Linked DNA regions of Mus musculus: region 2 is linked to region 1. A link is a contact called in public promoter capture Hi-C data. All regions are on one chromosome and are shown on one strand. The core of a region is the stretch at or near the end of the contact, and the rest is flanking DNA. Distances in the headings are between cores, read along the strand shown. Region 1 has its middle 29 kb from the start of Oscar. Region 2 holds the start of D630041G03Rik (RIKEN cDNA D630041G03 gene).

The links. Promoter capture Hi-C pulls out the DNA fragments that hold promoters and counts their contacts.
Region 2: a contact with region 1 is called in a promoter capture Hi-C map of stem cell-derived epiblast-like cells, with 8 times the contacts expected there. The contact joins the promoter of D630041G03Rik here to the enhancer-like site in region 1. A contact is called at or near these places in 12 of 39 promoter capture datasets (the 3T3-L1 cell line, the HPC-7 cell line, cranial neural crest and 7 more), 4 of 484 Hi-C or Micro-C datasets (the N1E-115 cell line, bone marrow-derived macrophages, cortical neurons and 1 more), 6 of 115 datasets of contacts at active chromatin or transcription factors (embryonic forebrain, embryonic stem cells, epiblast stem cells and 1 more) and 1 of 9 other capture datasets (liver).

The regions. Positions count from the first base shown.
Region 1 is chr7:3,584,157-3,589,204 of GRCm38.p6, forward strand. No RefSeq gene overlaps it. Among named protein-coding and RNA genes, the nearest start is that of Oscar, 29 kb to the right of the region's middle. Within about 2 kb of position 2,300, at least 25 of the 459 cell types and tissues checked have an H3K27ac peak or open chromatin away from gene starts, as enhancers often do. A contact at or near this core is called in embryonic stem cells, epiblast stem cells, hippocampal neurons and 1 more, where this site is marked.
Region 2 is chr7:4,468,511-4,473,558 of GRCm38.p6, forward strand. D630041G03Rik (RIKEN cDNA D630041G03 gene) reads right to left here and starts at 2,374. Exons shown (of 1, transcript NR_028416.1): 1 at 1-2,374. It overlaps Eps8l1 (EPS8-like 1), which reads left to right. Exons shown (of 20, transcript NM_001374622.1): 3 at 344-384; 4 at 686-744; 5 at 1,371-1,532; 6 at 1,773-1,922; 7 at 2,298-2,380; 8 at 2,717-2,978; 9 at 3,286-3,412; 10 at 3,603-3,691; 11 at 3,789-3,863; 12 at 3,965-4,113. It also overlaps a transcript of Rdh13 not described here.

The DNA of each region.
Region 1 (5,048 bases), core at 1,050-3,549:
CTGTGTAGCCCTGGCTGTCCAAACTGGTCTCGAACTCAGAAATCCATCTGTCTCTGCCTCCCAAGTGCTGGGATTAAAGGCGTACGCCACCACTGCCCGACGTAAAATATCTTTTATGTGTGTGTAAAAATATCTTTTATTCACATAATGTAACTGCTGTCTCCAAGGTTTACTGCCTCCGTTTGCTAACACAGGCCCAGTACTGGAAGCTTCTAGCCTCTGTACAATCTAATCTAGGCCTAGAATGTTTTCAGCTTCTGAGACTTGCTGTTGAATAAGCTCACCCCTTCCTAGTTATTTCTGAATTCTGGCTGGCTGGTCAGCTCAGCTGTTCTGGCTCAAATTCCTCTCCAAGCTGACTGATTCAATCTGGCTTCTCTTGGTTTACGACCGGTTTGCTCTGTTTGGCCTCACACTAACTTTAGCAATGTATTCCAATCTTCTGGCTCCTTCTGTCTTTACCTGGGTCTACTTTGATCTCTCTGTTGTGCTTCATAAAATAGTGATTTAATGTGGCGGTAGGGAATACTTCAGCAGGTCCAACCAAGGTGTTCCCCTGAGGAGTCACCACCATGCAACAGCCCTGTACAAAAGGAAATTTATTGAGGGAAGGAAAGGGGACCTGGAAAAGGGGTAGAGGCAGAGACAGGAGGAGGGTACGGAAGTATGGAAGAGAGAGAGAGAGAAAGAGAGAGGAGGCTGGTCAGGGACACATGGTGAAGAGGGAGGGAAGCTAGGAGATGAATGAAGAGACACACAGAGAGAACTGGAGTACCTGAGAGTTTTTCTTATATGCCAAGTTGGCATGCACCTGGCAGGCTGCTATGCAAGCTGTTGCTAGGTAGCTGTTGGGTGGAGCCTAGAGGAGTTGCCAACACTCTTCAACCTGTCTCTGTAAACCTTTCCCATTAAAACTGCCTCTTTTGCTGGGCCTGGTGGCGCACGCCTTTAATCCCAGCACTTGGGAGGCAGAGGCAGGCGGATTTCTGAGTTCGAGGCCAGCCTGGTCTACAGAGTGAGTTCCAGGACAGCCAGGGCTACACAGAGAAACCCTGTCTCAGAAAACAAAAAAACAAACAAACAAAAAAACTGCCTCTTTCTCTGCCCTGCTCTCTCTAGTAGTTTCCCTTTCCTCTCACTTCCCATGAAAGTTGGGCGCATCCTAGTCTGTCACATCTTTCTCTGATTTGTCACTTTGTCTGCCACTCAGTTGGACATCACTTTCAAACATGGATGCTTCCTTCTACAAGCTAACTTTACCTTCATTGTTTGAGATTAAAGGTGTATACTAAGGGTGTGTCTATATTCCAGCCACAGGGATTAAAGGTGTATGCTAAGGGATGAGCCACACCATAACACAATCTCAGGATTCACAGTGTGATGAATTATCCTGCAACAAGGTGTGTGTGTGTGTGGGGAGACCGGGACTGGAGGTTTGACATTTCCCCTCCCCCTCTCCCTCTCTTCTCCCTCCCCTCCCCTTTTCCCTCCCTCCCCTCTCTCTCCCTCAAGTTTGTGGATCATGTGTAAGCTCTGATCAGCCACTGCTCCAGGGCCATATCTGCCTGCCAGTTGCCATTTGTACATCACAAAGTCATACTGCACAGCAGATCTCACGTGGGAGGTTTATTATAGGGGGAGTATAGAGAGGCTGCACCTGGGTGAGGGTGGAGGGAAGAAGAGATCGAGGAGAGGAGGCATTGGATTATCATAAGGGGATGTAGCATATGCACAGGAAGGATCTGCAACTCATGGTGACAGTAGAAATATGTCACATCTTGGCACTTAGTGATAACTTATCCTACTGTCGCTAGGTTCCCGGGGCAGGCTGAAGATGCCTGGTTGCTAACACCACGTGTATAAACCTAGGATATGACCTATCTATGGTATCTCTAAAGGGAAAGTTCTTATTGTAGAGATAAGGGGACAAACAGCCAGAGTCCTCTGGAAGAGTCCAGAGCAGAGAGGGGAGGTAGTTGACGGAACACAGCCAGAAGACTAGCTCTGGGTGTGAGAGAAGAACAGAGGGGAGAGCTGGGAAAGGGCTGAGTGAAGACAACGTGGGGAAGAGAGAGAGTGCAGAGCTGAGATAGCAGCATACTTAGAGGTAGCCGTGAGTAGCTGGTGGGAAGGAAACTCCCGAGCTGGAAGTTTAGGAAGTCAGGGCAGAAGAGCTGAGGAGAGTTCGGATGAACTCTGAAAAGTTTAGCAGGTTTTTCTGACGGATCATGGAGGCCAGCATGCACTTTGTTATGCTAATGGACACCACAGACAGCCTTTTGTACCTTCTGCAAGCGAGAGGAGAATTGGCTCCTTTGGGTAGAAGGGAACTGGTTTTACAAGTTCCTGGGGGGAATGCAGGCTTTTACCTGACAGAATTTGGGGAAATAGAGTTTCCTTTGAACATGACACTGATGATGATCATGTACTGTGAGCCCCAAATTAAATACTTTCTTCTATAAACTGCCTTAGTCATAGTGTCTTGTCACAACACTCAAAACGTAACTAAGACAGAATTCCTGTCTTTAAAAAAAAAAAAAGCTTAGCTGTAGGCTGGAGAGATGGCTCAGCACTTAAAAGCACTTGTTCTTGCAAAGGATGGAAGTTCAGTTACCAGTGTTGGGATTCAGACCCAGACAAATGATGGTTGGAGTGCATATTTTATATACCAAAGCAGACCTGCCTCCAGCTTCTCCCAGCATCTCTTAGGCCCTACCTGTTACAGGGCATGGCTGGCACACCCCGCCCTGTGCCCTGAACTTTCCACCCCAGGAGCTGCGCTCCCCCCTCCCTAGAAGCTCTTTCCTATATAATCCAGACATTTTGGTCTCTCTCTGCTTTTCTCTCTCCCTGCATGAGTATAATCTTTCTCTTCCTCCTCCCTTCTGACTCCCTCCCCACATCAACTTCCCTGGCCTTGTTCCTTGGGACCAGTGAACCTACCCAAGAGCAGCTTCCCAATATGCCCTCACCCAGCACCCACAGGATGGCTCCATTTCCAGGATATCCAATGCCTTCTGACCTCTTCTGGCTCTAGACATGGACATGGTATACATATAAGTTCTGCAGGCAGAACGTACATACATAGTATAAATAAATAAATCTAGAATTAGTTGTAACATAATGGACAAGTTTCTCTGAAGAGATATGCTGATTTAGGGCAAGGTTGTTGTGGATCAAACCCAGGGCCTCAATGTATGCAATGCAAGTATTCTACCAACCAAGTTATGTCACCAGCGCAGATATGCTAATTCAAAAGAAAACAATCCCCAGGCTTCTTGTTAAAATAAGAAATCAAGTGACTCATAGTTTTTAATTGCTTTTCACCCAGCTTGTATCAGGAAGAAGAGAAAAATGCCCCTCAGGGCCTTTGTCTTGATGGAGCTGATTCATCTTACTTCTTTAGGATACAGAAAAAAAAATTAGCAAAGCAAAGAATTATCAGAGAGTAAAAACAATTATAACTACAGGTGTTTCTTTGAAAGTCATTTTCATAAGATGAGGCAGTAATCTTTAAAGTCCTGAGACACTCACAAGACCCTTATATTCAACATATCTGTGTATAGATTTAATCAACTGAGAAAGAAGTGATTTAGTAATGCCATGAATATTCATGCTATTCTCCATATTGTACCAGAAAAACAAGATTGATATTCTTGGGAATGTTCTCAACTCAACACCTTATCAAATCAATTCCTTAAATTAGCTCTGTGACTCAGAAAAACAGTCTTTCTCCTTGATGCAGTAATAAGAAAAAAAAAATGTCTTTTTTTATTTTTTAAGAGTTTTGAGACAGGGTTTCTCTGTGTAGCCCTGGCTGTCCTGGAACTCGATCTGTAGACCAGGCTAGCCTTGAACTCAGAAATGCATTTGCCTCTGTCTCCAAAAGTGTCTACATTGCTTCTTAACATTTCTTGTAGCCTGGCATGGTGGTGATAGAACCTAGTGGGGAAACCCCCACTCAATTCCCGATCCGGCGTGCACCCAAGAATCACGAACAGAACAGAACGCCTTGATGTAATTACATGAGGTCATTTAATGACGGAGCTCCGGACCAACATGTATCCCACACAGGAGATAATGGATGTCGGCCATGAGGCTCGAAAGCTAGGGGTTTTTATGGGGTAAGGGGCTTAGGGGTGTGGAATTCAGCATAGCAACACACTAGACACATTATTGGCTTATTCAAACATTAACAGAAAGGGCATCAGGACTTTGTTCCTGTGGGCTGGGGGCTTATCTTGTTCACATAGCAACCAGTTGATGTATGACTTTACCCGGCGCCAAGGGGCAATAGACAGAGAGGAGGTTCCGGCCAGGTGGTGTTGACCCAGACAAGATAGCCCTGTTTGTCCTGCTTTGTTCTCAGCCCCAGGCCGCGGGCTCATAGACAACTCTTTTACATGAATCACAAGTTACAAAATCTCATTTTCCTTCAGTGGCGCTCGCCTTTAATTCTAGCACTTGGGAGGCAGAGGCAGGTGGATTTCTGAGTTCGAGGCCAGCCTGGTCTACAAAATGAGTTCCAGGACAACCATGACTATACAGAGAAACCCTGTCTCAAAAACCAAAAACAAACAAACAAAAGTCATTTAAAAAAAAAAAAACAAAAATAGGTGGTGGTGCACGCATTTAATCCCAACACTTGGAAGGCAGAGGCAAGCATATTTCTGAGTTTGAGGCCAGCCTGGTCTACAGAGTGAGTTCCAGGACAGCCAGGGCTACACAGAGAAACCCTGTCTCGAAAAACAAAACAACAAAAAAACAAAACATTTCTTGTAGGGCTGGAGAAATGACTCAGCGGTTAAGAGCACTGACTGTCCTTCTGGAGGTCCTGAATTCAAATCCCAGCAACCACATGGTGGCTCACAACCATCTGTAATGAGATCTGATGCCCTCTTCTGGAGTGTCTGAAGACAGCTACAGTGTACTTACATATTGTACTGGCTAGTTTTGTGTCAACTTGACACAGCTGGAGTTATCACAGGGAAAGGAGCTTCAGTTGAGGAAATGCCTCCATGAGATCCAACTGTAAGGCATTTTCTCAA
Region 2 (5,048 bases), core at 1,124-3,623, 880 kb after region 1:
ATTTGAATCCAGGTTTGTGCGATGTAGCGGTCACACACACACATTATCACATCATATGTCTTGATTTTTTGAGACAGGGTTGCTCTATGTAACAGTCCTGGCTATCCTGGAACTCTCTTTGTACACCAGGCCTCGAACTCACACCTCTGCCTCCTGACTGCTGGAATTAAAGGCATGCACCACTACACCCAGCTTATACCATACCATCTTCTTTAACTCTGGTGTGTCCTGCTCTCACCTGCTCAGACCTTGCACGGCTCTCCATTACCCTCCCTGATGCATGCCTGCAGGGTCTATCCCCAGCCCCACCATCCTCCTAACCCCTTATTTTCTTCTTCACCAGGCCTGAAGCTGCACCCAAACCAAGTGCAAAGTCTATCTATGGTAAGCTTGAGGGTTAAGGCGACCAAGAACAAGGCTCTTGGGAGAAGAGAGAATACAGTCTGTCGTTTTGAGAGGAGGAGGAGGGGACAGAATCTGGGCTCTTGGATCTGAGAGAGAAGAGCTGGGGTCAGGGATCCTAGGTCTGAGGGAGGATGGCTGCAGTCTGGACTCCTGGGTCTGAGGGAGGAGAGCTGGAGTCTAGACTCCTCCTTCTGAGGGAGAAGGGCTAGCTAGCATCAGGGTCTAAGGAACCAGGCTGCAGTCTGACTCTTGCATGCACTTCCCCCTCTCCCCTCCTTAGAACAGAGAAAACGTTACTCCACCGTGGTTATGGCTGACGTGTCCCAGTATCATGTCAATGTGAGTCTGGGGTCTATGTTTCTCTAAGACGTTTCCTGGGGAGAGGTGAGCCTGAAGTGATAGGCCTTTTGAAAACAGGGACTGGGGACGGGGGCAGCCATCAGGATGTAAAGTGAATAAATAAGAAAGAGAGAGAGGGAGGCAGGAGGAAGGGAGGGAAAAAGAAGGAAAGAAAGAAGGAAGAGACTAGGAAAACTCAGCTCTTCTCTCCCCATGAACATCCGTCCCTGTTGCCTGAGAACTCAGTTCTGTCTGATCTTCCTCTGAGCCATCCCCAGTGCAGGATGCAGGACCAAATCGGCCACGGTTCCATGGTCCAGGAGAGGGTGTGGATGTCATAATGCAAAGCAGAGGAGGCACTTACAAGAGTTCAATCCTTATTATTTGTTGCCCTTGAGAAGCCTCCAATCTTGGTTTGAAGATGTCCTAATTGGAAGGAAATCTAATCAGTGCTGGCCACTGAAGGAGCTGAAGGGTCTGAGGGAGGGAGACTGAGGTCTGGATTCAAAGGGTCTGAGGAAAGCATTCTGGGGAAGTATGGCTAGGCTGAACAGGAGCTCCCTCTAGAAGCTCAGCAACAGCTTGGCATAGCCTGGGACTCAGCTACCTACTCTGTCTCCTGCCAGCACCTGGTCACCTTCTGCTTGGGGGAAGAAGATGGCGTGCACACTGTGGAAGATGCTTCCAGAAAGCTGGCAGTCATGGACAGCCAGGGGCGTGTCTGGGCACAGGAGATGCTACTGAGAGTGTCACCTAGTCAAGTCACTCTGCTTGATCCAGTCTCCAAGGTGCCAGAGAGCAATTGGGTGGAAGAGAGAAATGGGGCTGAGATCTGAGGGTGAATCTTGGCTCCGAAGCGTCCTTCCCCTGGGAACTTTGGCAAGCTATCCTTTGAAGCCTAGGTTATTAAACAGGGTGTTATTTCTAGGCCCCTGAACTCTTTCGGTTGCCTTGCCCCAAGTCCTGGACACTGCTCTAGCAGTCATAGGAATCTGTGCCTCCGTTTACCCTGCGACCCCGTCCTGCAGGAAGAACTAGAGTCATATCCTCTCGATGCCATCGTACGCTGCGACGCGGTGATGCCCCGAGGACGGAGCCGTTCATTGCTGCTCCTGGTGTGCCAGGAGCCAGAGCGTGCACAGCCGGATGTTCATTTCTTCCAGGGCCTGCTCCTCGGAGTGAGTGGGCGTGGCTCCGGGTGGCTTTTTTTTCTAGTAGAGAATCAGAGGCGGGGCTTCCATGTTTGGGGCGGGGCCTTGGCAAACGGGGACATAGCCTAGGAAAGCAGGTCTGAGAGGGAACCAGAATTGAGGACAGGTTGAATGAACTCTAGACCATGACTGAATGTGACGATGGGAAGAAGATGCAGAACAAAGGCTTTGAGAAAAACATAAAAAAGATGGTTGGAAGCAGGCAGGCAGGCAGGCAGAACCAAGATGGGGTCCATGGGGTTTGTCCAAGACAGTCGGAGGCAAAGCGCTGAGAACAAGAAAGAGTCCTGGGCAGGCAATGGGTGGGGCGTAAGAGGGGAGATCTTAAAGTATGATTGACAGGCGGAGCTGATCCGTGAGGACATCCAAGGGGCTCTGCAGAACTACCGCTCCGGACGTGGAGAACGCAGGGCAGCAGCGCTCAGGTGAGGAGAAGGGGGAAGCAGATGCAGAGCGCACTGAAAAAAAAAATTCTCCCATCTATGGACCTCACTCTCCTCAGCTAAGAAATGAGCTTGGTACGAACAGCCTAGAGTGTTGAATGTGGTCACAAATTAGCCTTGGCCAGGTCTTACCTGTACCTCCCAGACAAGGTGACCGCTCCGCTCCAGTCTTCTACTTTAGCCTGTCTTGGTCTTTGGTTTCTCCATCTTCGTATCCAGTTTCTCATTATGAAATGCCCAGCCTTCGTTTGACCGCCCCCCCCCCTTCCTGATCCCATCGGTTGCCCCAGCCTCGGTCTCCCCTTTTTCTTAACTCAGGGCGACGCAGGAGGAGCTGCGACGCGGCGCCTCTCCAGCAGCGGAGACCCCGCCCTTACAGCGTCGCCCGTCTGTCCGCCTGGTGATCAACACCGTGGAACCATCCGCAGTCCGCGGGCGACCCCAAGTGGAGTCAATTCCAGAGACTGAGGAAGCAAGGAAACCCGACCAAGCTCGCACGACTAGCAGTGCTGACCCTACCTCCCCAGACTTGGGCCCAAGAGGACCTGAGCTGGCGGGTCTGCAGGCAGAGCGGGATGTGGTGAGCTTGAGTGAGAGGCACCAGCTAGGAGAAAAAGATTTCCTTGACAATCAAGTCAGTCTTGGAGTGGGGAACGAGATTCAGGAACGTGGCACGTCTAGGTGTGACTAGCTGACAAGATGCTGGGTCGGGGATGGGAGTTAATTCTAGAAGTATGGCTAGAGTCTTTGATATAGACCACCCACTGCTCCAGTTATGGGCATGGCCTGACGTAGGGGGTGTGTCCAGGAGTTCAGATTGGAGCCCTGGACCTAGACCAGAGTCTGAGACTCAGGAGCACCACTCTTACCTCTCTTGCTTATGGTAGGATATTCTGAACCACGTGTTTGACGACGTGGAGAGTTTTGTATCCAGACTGCAAAAATCAGCAGAGGCTACCCGGGTTTTGGAGCACCGCGAGAGAGGCCGCAGGACACGACGCCGAGCTGCGGGAGGTAAGGGGCTTCCACATGGACCGAGAACACACCTTCCTGAGTGATGTCCAAATATCCTCTCCCCCTGGGGTCTCCCACCACCAGCCAGGTCTGACTTCCTAAGGCCACCCGTTTGGGTGTTTACACCTTTGGAATTGTTGTCTAATGCTTTCTTGGTGTCCCCACAACCTCACCTGCTCTCTCCGCACAGAGGGTCTGCTGACACTGAGGGCCAAGCCACCCACTGAGGCTGAGTACACCGACGTGCTTCAGAAAATCAAATACGCCTTCAGTCTGCTGGTGAGGATGCATCCATTGCTGGGCGTCGATGGAGTGAGGGCACTTTGACCCATCCATCATTCGTGCACTAATAAGAAATGACCTCCTTTCGTTCCAGGCCCGGTTGCGAGGCAACATCGCCAACCCCTCCTCTCCAGAGCTGTTGCACTTTCTGTTTGGACCTCTGCAGATGGTGAGGCTCATCTTAGCCCTCAGGGCTCCCCTGCTTTAGAAGGATTAAGATTCGACTTCAAGAAGGTCTTGTTGGCATGCTCATTTCTGTTGGCCTGGTAGATTGTGAACACTTCAGGCGGCCCTGAGTTCGCGAAGAGTGTGCGACGACCGCATTTGACGTTGGAGGCTGTGACTCTGCTCCGCGACAATGTCACTCCTGGTGAAAATGAACTATGGACCTCGCTGGGAGACTCCTGGACCTGCCCAGGGTGAGAGGGGAAACTAGAGTGTAGAGGTTTGACTTGGCTGCAGGACACTGCTAAATTTGAGGAGGGGACGAGACTTAAGATAAATGCCAGGATTCAACTGGAGAACATGCTCGAAATTAGCGTGAGGGAAAGGTTTAACATCTAATCAGATAGTTGGATTGAAGCAAATGGTGGGGCTTAGAGAATTTAGAGACAGACTACGGGGCAAGGAGGGTTGTTAGGCAAGTGGGACTCAGCTACAAGGAAAATGTGGGACATACAGGAAGTTGAAAAGGAGTCTGTCCTTGGAGGCTTTCAGGGAGAGCACGGAGCTCAGACTGGGAGCGGGTAAAGGGCAAGATGGATTGATGTAAGTGTTGAGAAAGTAGCCAGAAGCTCCAGAAGCTCGGCCAGTGGCGCTGTTGTCCCAGCTCTCGGTTGGTGACACAGGAAGAACAGAAGTTGAAGATTACCCTCCACTAGAAAGCAAGCTGGAGACCCTGTCACAAAAATGGGGTCTTTGGAGGTGTGAGTTTCTACAGGAATCTACGTCATTGCAGACAAAGATATTTGCCTCCACAAAACTGTCCTCCGACTTCCACATGTGCTCACCCACACCTACACACTCACAATAAGTGAACAGATAAATATTTTTAGGTAATCAAACACTTGTGAAATAGTCAGGAGAGTGTCTGCAAGTCAAGGCTAGACTAGTCTGAAAAGCTAGTTCCAGGCTAGCCTGGGCTATCAGGACTGCTCAGACTTCCCACCCTCCAAAACAGGAAAAGCTTTGGCCTCAGAGGCTGGGGGAAGCATGACAGTGGACCCAGTGTGTTTAGAAATATAATTAATGGGTGCTTAGGGCATACACTGCTCTTCCAGGGAACCCACATGGTGGCTCACAACTGTCTGTAACTCCAGTTCCAGGGAACCTGATGCCCTCTTCTGTTTGCTAT